Regions from separate parts of the Rattus norvegicus genome. Here region 2 is linked to region 1. The links are chromatin contacts, called in public Hi-C maps. All regions are on one chromosome and are shown on one strand. The core of a region is the stretch at or near the end of the contact, and the rest is flanking DNA. Distances in the headings are between cores, read along the strand shown. Region 1 has its middle 39 kb from the start of Ssx2ip. Region 2 holds the start of Ssx2ip (SSX family member 2 interacting protein).

Region 1 (6,145 bases), core at 1,135-3,634:
TGGTGGCTGTTCTGTTGCTTACTTAAAGTTACTTAATTTTACTTTTTTGACTTGTGACTTTGAGCATATCAGAAGAAAAGTTTGCATTCATGGAATTAGACCTACATAGAATCTAAGGAAAGCCATCAAGCAATGCTACAAAAGGTAATTAATGGGTAGCCTTGGCTTAATTTAACCAAGTCTCATGTTTCATGTTCTTACCTCATTTTATTCCCATCTTCCTTGGTATTTTTAGAAGCCAACTATCTTAAGAGCAAGAACTTGTTTCTCCTTCCAGAAGGAAGCAAAATTGGAAACTTTCAAAGAAATAAATTACGTTTGTAACCTCAAGAAGAGGAATCTGTTACTTACCTAGCTTCAAAACAAGCTTCGGAGACGCACAAAAGATCCGAGAATACTTACTTGCGGAAAGCAGGGTTCCTCTTAAAACAGACCACAGTCTGATCAGTTTAGGAGAATGTTTAGCAAAGGATGCTAAGAACACCAGAGGCTCCGTGTCAGAGGCGTGCTCTCCGGAGTCAGGTGTAGTGGTACCGCACTAGAGGCACCAGGACAGTGAGACACTGCATCTCATACACGTCGGGAAGAGACAAGACACCAGACTCAGGCTACGCTGTGGTGACGGCCCCAAACCTCTGGACAATGGGCCATTCTTCCCTGTACCGTCTCGTATTTTCCTCACCTCAGCTAAGGTTGCTAATATGAGACTGACTCAAGGCCGCGTGCCTGGCCCCAGCTGCCAGAGAGGCCAGAGGAGGGATCTGAGGAAGAAGAAATTACTACAGACACTAGGTCAAAGGAGGCCAGTAACTGGGAGCGTAGTGACATCAGCCTTTCCCTGTTGTTCAACAGCATCGCTCAGCTCCTTCCCCTCAGACGTTTCTGACTCTTCATTCTCTCTTTCCTTTTTTGGGGGGGGTTTTTTTTTGGGGTTTTTTTTTTTTTGTAATTAATTACTTTTTTTTTTTTAACAAGTCAGTGGACTCTATTGCTTCTGGGGTGTGGGGCTCAGGAGCTCTTGGTGGGGCGGGTTCCTCTTCACAACCACAGGCTCTAGCTTTGGAGAATGGCCCTGGCTCTGCGGATGGCCGCCATGCGCAGGTCAGGGCGGTGCTTCTTCTTTCAGATCACGTGCCTGCTGCTGCTGAGGGCAGCCCGAGCCTTATTCTCGTTGGTGGTGGTGGTGCTCACGTAAGAAGCGGCAGGTTTTCGCTGACCGGATCTGCGTTTCATAGCCTCCATGACCCCTTTGCCATCAGCCGCGGTGGATTAGCCCATGGTAGGAGTTTCTGGCCTTCAGATTAGTGAACTCCGTGCTGTTTTTCTGCTTATTCCTCGTGATCAAGAAACTGGGGGCTGGAGAGGTGGCTCAGTGGTCAAGAATACTGACTGCTTTTCCTGAGTTCAAATCCCAGCGACCACATGGTGGCTCACAATCATCTGTAATGGGATCCAGTGCCCTCTTCTGGTGTGTCTGAAGATAGCTACAGTGTACTTGTATATAATAAATAAATAAATAAACTTTTTAAAAAAAGAAACGAGCAGTTCCGAACAACCTTCCATCACCCATGCTTTGACATGGTGGCGGCTACTCTCCAGGTGGTGGCCGGAGACGGAAAGAGTAATTAATTAATTAATTAATTAATTAATTAATTTTGACACAGGATCTGACTTTGTAGCTCAGCCTGGCCTAGGGCCCACGATGTTACCCAAGCTAGCCTTGAACTCATCATGGCAATCCTTCTGTCTCAGTCTCTGGTGTACAGAGATTACAGGTATGTGCGCCACACCTGACTTTCCAGCTCTGCTGATTAAGCACCAGGCGTGTTCTTTCTCTTGTGCACCAGACTTCCTGTGGAGAGAATCAGGGCCCAGGACCACTTCCTCCTCAGGCCCTCCCTCTGTGACCCTCAGCTCTCCACATTTGTGAAGCAACTAACTCTTTCTTTACCGTTACTAAGTGCAGATGTGGAGGCTGGCAAAATACACACCGAGCCCCAGAAGGAAGGGGGTTGGGGAGGAGGTGGTGCGTGAGGTAACTTCTATCCTGGGGTTAGCAGCCTAGAGAACTCCCTGGCGCTTACAGTGCCTGGACTTCTTGTTTTATTTAGGCTCCTACTTAGATTAGAAGAGCTTTCTCCCTGTTAGAGAATTGTACTTATCCAAAATGCACGGCTTTTCGTGTCATTCTCATCTGAACAGGCTAAGTTGACCCCTAATTATGGTCACAGGGATTGTTTGCTCATTTTCGTAAGCAGATTGACAGGGGCAAATTTAATATAGATCTGTATTTTATACTATTGCCAAATTCCTCTGGTTATTTACCTTTCTCTGCAAGAGTGAAAACAAAAGCCAGGCTTGATTTCCACACTGGAGAGGCAGGAACAGGTAGGTCAGGAGTTCAAGGCAAAGCCTCAGCCAGGTAGAGGTTAAGACACTCAGGGCTACACAAGACCCTGCCTCAAAATTAAAAATGAATTTATAATTACATCTTAATAATAATCCTATTACTCTGAGCTGTAAAGAAAGTTATCAGAGATATCTGGACTCAGCACAGTCAAAATATTTATCGAAACTTCACTCCCCGTCCCCCCTGACCAAATGCCCCCTCCATTCTGAAGGCAACAGTTTTAAATTATTACAAGCCCAGGGCATGGGGGCCCACTTTGACTCATGGCAGAGTTCAGTGTTCTAGCACAAGTCTCACACTCTAAGTGTGGAATGTGGCATCACACATCCCCTTTCCACTCTCAGAATTATGAGTTTAAATATGGCTTTCAGACCCGGAGAACTCACGCGGCCCTGGGGTTGTTGTCTTTAACACGCAGTCTGGATGCTCTACCCAGGGTACAGTCGGTCACGTGCTGATTACTTTCACTCTCCTACAAAAGTAGACACAGTGTGAAAAAGATAGGAAAACTTACAGTAGGAGAACAGACTCAAAGGAGAGATTACTGCATAAAAACACATGTATTTGCTGGTGGTAGGCCATGAATTTGGCTTCAGTATTTCTAGTGGCAGGTGTAAGGGAGAAACTCAACCAGTTACAGGACTGGGTCTCTTCCAGAAGACAAGTAGATGGGGAAATGTTTAAAAGAAGATGTGGGACTGTGGTCGAGCTAAGGCCAGAAAGGAGACACTGACAAGATGGTAGGCGCTTCACCTGTTCCTGGGCACCAGGCCCCTGTCACACAGCTACAGCCACCCCCCCCCACACACAGCACCCCCCACCCCGTAGAGAGGTTTATGGCCATCAGTCAGGGAGGAGCAGCATCCCAAGCCCTCCCACAGGTAGATGAGGTGTCCCCAAGCTCTCAGACCAAGCCAATAGGAAGTGCCTACTGTCAGACCCTGACCTGCCCCAAAACTGTATGTAAAAATCCTATCCAGAAGGAATAAAGGTGTGTGTGAGAATTACTCTGTCATCTGACAGCTTCTGTCACAAAAGCTGTAACACCACCGCTTGGGGAAGAGATCTGCTCTCCTGAAAACACCGCCAGAAGCTCCCCCTCACCCCTAGCTGACTAGTCAGTCTCCTGCTGGCCCAGACTGGCTGGCTCAATGCAGCAGCAGCACAACCAATGCGATGACGTCTTGGAGCAGCACGTCTTGGGGACAGAGGGAGAGGTGGCAGGGCAGCTATGGCAGCAGCAGCAGAGGCCATTCCCTCTCCCTGCTTGAGTTCTCTCCCCTTCGCCTGAACCCTCGCACCTGGCTAGGCCAGAGATCTCCGTGGAAAGCCTCCAGTACACAGGCCCACAAGAAATCAGCTCTCCTTGATTGTGAGTCCCCCATGAACACAAAAGAGCATGGAGAATTCTGATTCAAGGTGTCTTGACTGAATAAATATTGTTGTCTGCTTATTTGTTTGCTTGAGACAGGCTCTTTCTATGTAGCCCTGGCTGAGAGGAAACTCACTGTGTAGACCAGGCTGTCCTCAGACTCACAGAGATCTACCTGCTTCTGCCCGGTGCATGTTGCCATTAAAGTTATGGCATGATATATCTAATAAAATACACACGTGTTTGCTTTTATTCTCTTGCTTATTATAAGGGGTCTTTAAAGGAGCTAAATTTGGCAGAAAAGTTCTACGAAGCAGCAAAAATAATCTAGTCTAGGTGTTGCTCTCTGAAGCTTAACCTGAGGACAGCATCTGGACACTGGGACGGTAGAGAACATCTGGACACTGGGATGGTGGAGAACATCTGGACACTGGGATGGTGGAGAACATCTGGACAGTAATGAAATCATGCAAGTCATAACAGATCAAGTGAGAAGTAGTAGAAGACAGAAATGAAATGAGCAAATAAAAACTCAGTGGAGAGTAAAGAATAAGAAGTCTGGACCAGGAAAAGTGGCAGAGCAGATAAACACAAGCCAAGCATCCCGATGTGGATTATGAGGGACGGGAAAGGATGCTGCCTTCCGTCCTCCGGACAAGTGTAACAAGTGTAAACGACATCGTTAAGATACTCCAAGAGAGAAAATGTAAGAATTCATACCCAGCGAAATGACTTTCACATTAAAAGACACAAGCTGCTGTTGACACACAAGGAATGGGTCGTATCACTCCCCCGAGCCATTTGCAGGCACTGACTCTGAGACCATGGATCAAACAGCCGGAATGAGTCAAGACGCCGTCTCAGTAGCTGGTTGTGAACGTTGAAGATACTGCTCCCTTTGGGCATAGAACCGCTACGGATGAAAGCAGAGAGTAGAAATGATACACAGCCCATGCGAACCCTGCCTCGCTATTTCAGTAATCATTACTGCTGCTGACGGTTGTTGCTCTGAGAGTGGACTGCAGGAAATGTGGCACAGACCTAATGCTGCCTAATTCTATCCCATATATCCTATTATCCACTGTCCCCTTGGACACTAACATCTTACAATGGAAGAAAAGACTTTTGACCCGTGTAGTTGTCTAGTTAAGGTTTCTATGGCTGTGATAAAACACCGTGACCAAAAGCATGTTGAGGAGGAAAGGGTTTATTAGCTTTTATTCCACATTGCAGTCCATCCTCAGAGGATACAAAAAACCAAAACAGGAACTCAAACAGGGAAGGAACCTGGAGGCAGGAGCTGATGCAGAGGCTATGAAGGACTGCTGCTTGCCTGCTGGCTCAGAGTGGCTCACTCAGCCTGCTTTCCTGTGGAGCCCAGGACCACCAGCCCAGGGAGGGCACCACCCACAATGGGCTGGGTCTCCGATATCAATCACTAATTAAGAAAATGCCTTACATCTGGGTTTTATGGATGCATTTTCCCAACTGAGGTGACTTACACTGTGTCAAGTTGACACAAACCAGCACAATACTCTTGCTGCTTGAGTAGCAGCTCTCAGCAGGAACAAGTGAAGAATTTCTATCTTTATAAAACAAGCCCGAGCTGGGGAATGGTGGCCCACACCTCTAACCCCAGTGCTGTGGGGTCTAAAGCAGAACTGGTGCAGATTTGAAGGAAACCTGGGCCATGCCTCGAGTTCCCGGCTCACCTGGGCAGCAGTGTGTTTTGTATGTGTGAGTCCAGGGATAGAGTGTCCAGCCTGGGACCCTGTCAACTGAGTGCCCAGGTTCTGAAGTGAGGTCTCACATTAGAATAAGCTGGGGTTCTTGTTCTCAAAAGCCAACCAAACAAATGGGGGAAGGCGATGCTGGCTGAAGCCCAGGACACGACATGTACAGAGTCCTCTCAGTCTAGATGACAAGGGAACGGTCAAAGACCAGTCATGTCAGGAAGAGAGGGAGCCAGCGTTGAATTTGTCCCACAGACTTCTAATGAAGCAGCTTAGTGTTAGAATAATAGCCACACGGAAGGCAGAGACTCGTGCCCACCTCAAGCCAAAGCACCATGAGCAGCCGGGGCTGGCCACTTTGTCCTGTCTTGGGTGGTGGATACATGTTGTTTGGCTGATAGTACGCCATTAAATCACTAATGTGCTTTGTAAGGTATCTTGCCTTTTTTGTCTTATTTCATAATAAATTTCCTTAAGACTGTTTATCTGGTGACATCACTGAAATGCCTTGGGCCATAGCTTTTTGACACCTGAGTCATAGCTTCTCCTACATTCTGGAACCCAACCTCACATCCCAAGTGGGGCTGATCTTCTAGCAGTTGTTGGTGCGGGCTGCAGGAAATGGTCTGC
Region 2 (6,145 bases), core at 2,321-4,820, 39 kb before region 1:
GACCCAGCAAGCGCTGGGAGTGAATGGCGGAAGGCTGTGAACCTGTCCCTTCATTATAGAACAGCATGGCTCCTCGCTGACCACATCTACGATCTTGTCACCCCCTTTAATTATAATCTGACAGAGAGGGCTATTCTATAAAGCAGCTGGGCAGAAGAACACGGTTACTGAAGAGACAAGGTGAGGGCAGAGCACACAGGGAGGCTTACAGAGGTGTTCAATGGAGATCACAGCTGAGGGCAGACACAGCCAACCTGACCTTGTGAGGAAATTATCATCCACAAAATTCACCCACGAAAGCCACACAATCTAGTTACATAAAACAAACAAAACTCAAGGGCTTCACCCAAATGTCCTATTTTTAGTACTTCTGATTTTGTCACATTCCAGGTACACAGGCACACAGATGAGCCAATGGCCTTTATCCTGACTGAGACCTGTTCCCTCAATTAGAGCTTTTTATCAGCTTGTTTATAGTTTTTTGCTTTGCTTTTGAGACAGAATTTCCAAGTAGCCTAGGATGGCCTTAAACTTGGAATCCTTCTTTCTGGCCTCCAGAGTGCCTGACTAGGCCTGACTAATCACTAACATATCACATAGATAGCAGGTGTTCCAAATGCTCACTATTTCTGTGTATTACCAGGGCACATGTGTGTAGCCAGCACAACTGATCACATCAGGAAGTAGGTCATAGTATTCGCATCCCTCCTCCATTACAAACAGGACAAGTCCAGTGCTGATGGATGGAGTATCTGACTAGGGAGACTGAGGAAGGAGAAGCATGCAGCCGCACAACCTCAGGACTGTAGTCAGTCTCTTCAGTTTCCATTAAGACTTGCTATTGATCCCAGAGTCTCCTCTCTGAATCCCACACTGCTCCCACCCCAGATTTTTGGACCTCCCATCCCTCAGGGCCTGCCCTGGGCTGGGACTGGATTCCATGGTGGCTGCATCTTCATCACCTTTGGCTCTCCAGCCCTGGCACAGAGGACCCGCTTGAGCAGCCACTGCTGCACTGTTAAGGCTCCTGTCAGCTTCAGTTAAGCCTGGGGAAAGCTTTCAGGTCTTATCTAGACCATCAAGGTCCAGAGCCCATAGACTGTGCAAATTACTAACTTGGGCAGACATACTCTACATCAGAAGCAATATAATCCCCAACAAAACCGTGTGGATATTCCTTATTGGTCAAGGGTCACAGCACTGTTATTAATGCTTGTCACTAACGCAGCAGCCACAAGGACACCAACCACCTGTAACCGGCACCTGCTTGGCTGCTCGCACCAGTTGGTGAGCGCCTGTCAGGACACAGCTGAGATGCCTTCTTTGCTAAGGCCCTCCCACATTTGCATTCTCCCCTTCTCCACACAACACCAACCCACCCCACCCCCCAGAACAATATTCAGAGCAACACATCTTTTTATCCTTAGGCCTGGCAGTTGGCAGCTGAGTGTCTGATAATAAATGTTTACTGAAAGAATAAATTTATTAACATACAGTGAATCGCTCCTACACTACACAAAATACTGGACCAGCATCAAACCGTATAAATCTAGGTTTTCCCATTACTAATAACGGATGGTGTACTGTCTCATCCTAGAAGCTCATGAGTCTAAGTAAGCTGTATGCTCATAAGCACCTAACCATAATTAAAGACACAGAACACTCACACAGCCTCTTGTTATGAACAATTGGGTAAGCCAGCAAGGTAAGTTCACAGCTAGTGTAAAAGATACAGGAAGCTATCACTAAAATTCGCTCTTGAAACTGAGCCTAGAAATACGGGGCTATAAGTCCAGCTACTGGGAGGCTGAGGCAGGAGTTCAAAGACTGCTTGGGCAAGCTAGTAACAAGGCAACCTTGCCTCAAAATAAAGGCACACTGGGTTTCAGCAACAGAACACTTGCCTTGCATGTCCATGGCCCTGGTCTGGTTCCCCAGGGACTGTGTGAGGGCATTCAGAATGAGAGGGAGCTTGTTTTTAAGTAGGATGTGTGTGTTGTTCTACTAGGTCTGGAACTCCTAGGCTCAAGCTGTCCTCACCTCAGTCTCCTGGTAGCTGGAGTAAAAGGTTGGGGCAGCCACAGTTCTAGGCAAGCTTGCTTGCTCTCTTGCGCGCTCTCTCTCTCTCTCTCTCTCTCTCTACCTCCCTCCCTGTCCACCTCCCCTCCCTCCAGCCACCCCCTCTAGCTGAATGCTGAGTGAGGGCACATTCAGTATATCCTAACCGGTTTGGGCCAACAAGCTGGTTTGTCCACTTTTAAGAGAGGCCAAGTACATTAATTTGACTGGGCTGGGTTTGAGGTCTCAGGGACAGCAGGAACAGTTAACTTTTCCATGTCCTGTACACCTGCCTGAGCAAGTCGAGGATGCTATGGACTTAACAGGTCTTGTCACAAGGCTCAATGTGTCATGGAGTAAGCTTCACGTTTCATCCTGGAGTGACCCAGCTTCTGCAGTTATCTCCAAGCTGCTTCAGCCTGGTTACTTAATCCCTGGGCCTATTATCTTCCCTGTACAGCTGGAGAACAAGAAGGAAAGGAAGGGTGTAAAATGACAGGCTGTAGGGGCCCCAGCAGTCACCAGAAAAACGCCCTGGTTTGAATTCTATCCATTCCTAATCCTCCTCTCAGAGAATCGTTTTTTGTATGAGGAACTTTCATGCACACCAGGCAGGACCAAGTGTCGACAGGGATGGCAGCTTGCCTTGTTTAGTTTGAATAAACTACGCTTCCTGGGCCCACAAGCTCTTGGGGAGTAAGGAGATTGGATGGATTAAGTTTTGCTGGCTGGAGCGACCATTTCGAATTTTATCCAGCCTCGTAAATGTGTGTCACGTCATATACGGACCTTTCCGTTCGAGATCAAATTATGGACTAGAAAGATTTCCTTCCACGGATTGCGGGCTCCACGGCAGCACTATTTCCAGCTGACTCCAGGCCTGGACTCTATTCCGAATGGAAGCAAACCTTAAATCCAGGAGGCTCTCATCCTTGGACTCCACCTTTCATACAGTCTAGAAGGAACTCCCAGTTCTCACAACTGCATCAGCGTTGCCGGTTATGGATCTGATACACTGTGGGGGTTAATGAAAAGATTCCTCTACTGGTGCTGATGGGGAATTTTTTGGCAAGTTTTATTTCCTGGGCCCAGGTGACTTGCATAACCCAGCGACCTGCACTAGGAGAAATTACGTGCTGACCAGACAGAGCTCACCATTCACTCACTGTGCACCACTGGAAAAATCGAGGCCAAATAATTTCTCCAGCAAGTCTACCCCTGCGATGATGTAAGTTCTTCCCCTAAACGTGGGGCTGGACCACGATGAAGCACCCACCTACGGCGGACCTCACTCGCTAAGTCCTACGGCAGCCTCTGAGGGATCGCCGAGCCCACGCGGGCCGAAGGGACCCCGCGCATGCCCCCGCCGAATCCCGCAAGGGCGCGGGGTCCCCAGCACCTACCTCACACTTCCCGCTGCAGGCGGCTGGCAGCAACGCTCTCCAACCGCTGCAACGGCCGCGACGAGCCCGCCCAGTGCCGGCCCGGGTGCATGCGCCCACGTCCAGCCCGGCGCCCTCCCCGGCTGCGCGTCACAATCCCGCCGCTCACCGTCACGGCACCGGGAGCGGCTCACGCCTCCCGTAGCCCGCGGGCCCGCACCCGCGGCGGCACGCAGCGGTTCCGCGCAGCCTCCAGCCCGCCGGGTCCGCCCGGCCCGCCTCTCGCCGCTTTCCTCCGCGGGCGCCCATCCCACCCCGCCCTGCGCTGGCGCCGCCCATTGGCTCCGCCGGTTGCCAGGCGACGAACAACCGCGGCCCGCATTGGTCCAGCGAGGACTAGCCTACGACAACCCCAGCCGCTCTCCCCCGCGCAGCTGCGGCCACCGCACCTGTTACACCCGGGTTCACCAGGCCGCCGCTCCCCGCCCCTAGCTCTCCGCGGGGACAAGAGGAGGGTCCTAGCCGCTTTAGAGCCCGGCCTCCGAGGCGACCCTGAACCCCAACGCTCCCAAGGAGAACCGGGTGCGCTCCCCAGATCGGAGAGACACCAACGGGCATCCAGAATTGGGTCAGGCACTGGAGAAGGAAGGTCAAGTGGCCTCGGGAATCAACACACCAATGGCACAAAAATCAGTGGAAAACCAGAGCCGGGGTAGTGGGCAAGAAACCCCGAGTTCAGGCCGCAGGACTGCACACAGCGTGCGTGAGGTTGCAGGTCTGTGAACCAGCAGAACTGAAGTTCAAGGTCATTGGGAGCTCGAGGCTAGCCTGGGCTAGTAAAGCTCGAGTAGTGAATAAAATTAAGCAAAGAAAGGAACCTAGGGAGGAGACAGCTGGAAAGGGAAATGAAGAAACAACAGTACTTGTGAACTAGAAGTTGATGGAAAAACTCCCTAGGCCCACTCACTGAGTGCAAAGAAAATGTATGACAGCTGCAATTGGCCAGATCCACCTACCTCCCTACTATCTCTACCAAAAGTTCCTCCAGAAAGGAAAATGGAGAATCCATAGTAAAGGGCGGGGTGGTGGAGTTCTAGCGAGGTGTTTACTCGAGGAGAAAAAGAAGTTTGGGGTTTTCTAGCGAGGTGTTTACTCGAGGAGAAAAAAGTTTGGGGTTAAGTGGCTCCTGTTAACAATTTGAGACCAAAACAGCATAAAAGGAAAACAAGGAATACCTCACTGCCACAGAAGAACGAGAGAGAAGAACTACACATACCCTCAATGCTGAGAAGTGGATCAGAGTGCAGACATGAGCGTTAGAAGAGGAGGGAGACAGATTAGATGCTGAACACAGGTAGCAAGGACAGACACATCATTACAAAAATGCTTTGGAGAGCAGCGCTAGTGAGAATTACGGCCAGTGATTGACTTGCTAAGTCAGACCATTAATGGGGTGTGGTTGCTCTCTCTGCACCCAAAGGGTGTTCTGAAAGTTCATTTGTCTACTCTCCAAAACATCATTCTTTTTCCTATCTCAAAAAACATCTTAATGCCTTTGTTCTTTGAACGCTGAGTCCAGCTTGGCCATGCAAGGGACATGATGGAATGGTCCCACCCCTGGAGTGGGCCTCCAAGAGTGTACATATTTTCATGTTCCTCCTTCAGGGAATGCTCCCCCTTAAGGTCAATGACTCCACGATAATCAGAGATGGCACAAGTCCAGGAGGCGAGAGTGTGTCCTTAGCAAAAATGGTAAACACTGTGGCCTTCAGGACAGCCCTTAAGGCTGTGGGAAAGAACTCTGAAAACATGTGTTCAAAAATATTTCTCAACCAAGCAAATTATAAGGATGCAATATGAATTATATTAAGGGTTTCACAGACCTAAAAGAACAGAGGCAGCTGCACTATGAGCCAGCTTATCAAAAGGATACAAAGGCAGGTAGATTCCTGAGTTCAAGGTCAGCCTGGGACAAATCTAATTTCCATCCAGGCTTGGTCAGAATGGTAACCTCAGGACAGGGTCCCATCCAGTTAAGTTTATTATCTGAGACAGGCAGATCTCTGAATTCATTTGCAGTGTTAAAAAAAATGCGCTAGCTGTCCCTAAGAATCAAGGGGCTGGGGTCCTGGAATGCTAACTCTTGGGATAATCAGAAGGGAACCTGGGGTAAATGACTGAATTGATTTGTAAAATAAAAGAGTGGGATTTTGGTCTGCAAGAGATGAGCTATGGAGAGTTTTTAGGATTATTTTTCTAGCAAGAGAGCTCCCTTTCTTGTTAGACATCAGAGGGATGTCTGGGAAGCTGTCTTGAGCAGAACACAGGCCCTCAACTTGTACCATCTACCGCCATTTGATCGAGGGGGTGGGTGTTCGTTTGTTTTGCTGCTCAGACACACCTCTCCAAGCTGAGGCTGGTTCTTGGCATCTGAAACAGTAATTTAGGGCATATTACTACTACACTTTATTGTAAAATTATATTAAATGGCTTTCTTTTACCACACTAGATCCAGCACTGCAGTGCCCCAAGATATCTGCTAGATAACTTGCCAGAAATGCACATCCCAACTCCGTGGTGGCCCAGTGTCTCTGCCACCACACACTCTCCCAAACTCAATTCTCCACAAGAAAGAACACACAACACAATAATCTCTGATCCAATTGATAAGATATAACTGCCTACCTAAACATACAAAGCCCTGT

Evidence for each region. Hi-C and Micro-C count contacts between places; a contact is called where the count stands out from the background.
Region 2: a contact with region 1 is called in a Hi-C map of liver, with 2.3 times the contacts expected there. The contact joins the promoter of Ssx2ip here to the enhancer-like site in region 1. A contact is called at or near these places in 10 of 12 Hi-C or Micro-C datasets (the A7r5 cell line, Schwann cells, frontal cortex and 5 more) and 1 of 1 datasets of contacts at active chromatin or transcription factors (oligodendrocytes).

What each region holds. Positions count from the first base shown.
Region 1 is chr2:237,916,105-237,922,249 of GRCr8, reverse strand. No RefSeq gene overlaps it. Among named protein-coding and RNA genes, the nearest start is that of Ssx2ip, 39 kb to the left of the region's middle. Within about 2 kb of position 2,384, at least 2 of the 93 cell types and tissues checked have an H3K27ac peak or open chromatin away from gene starts, as enhancers often do. A contact at or near this core is called in hepatocytes and liver, where this site is marked.
Region 2 is chr2:237,955,889-237,962,033 of GRCr8, reverse strand. It overlaps Ssx2ip (SSX family member 2 interacting protein), which reads right to left and starts at 3,570. Exons shown (of 15, transcript NM_175597.3): 1 at 3,462-3,570; 2 at 2,352-2,518.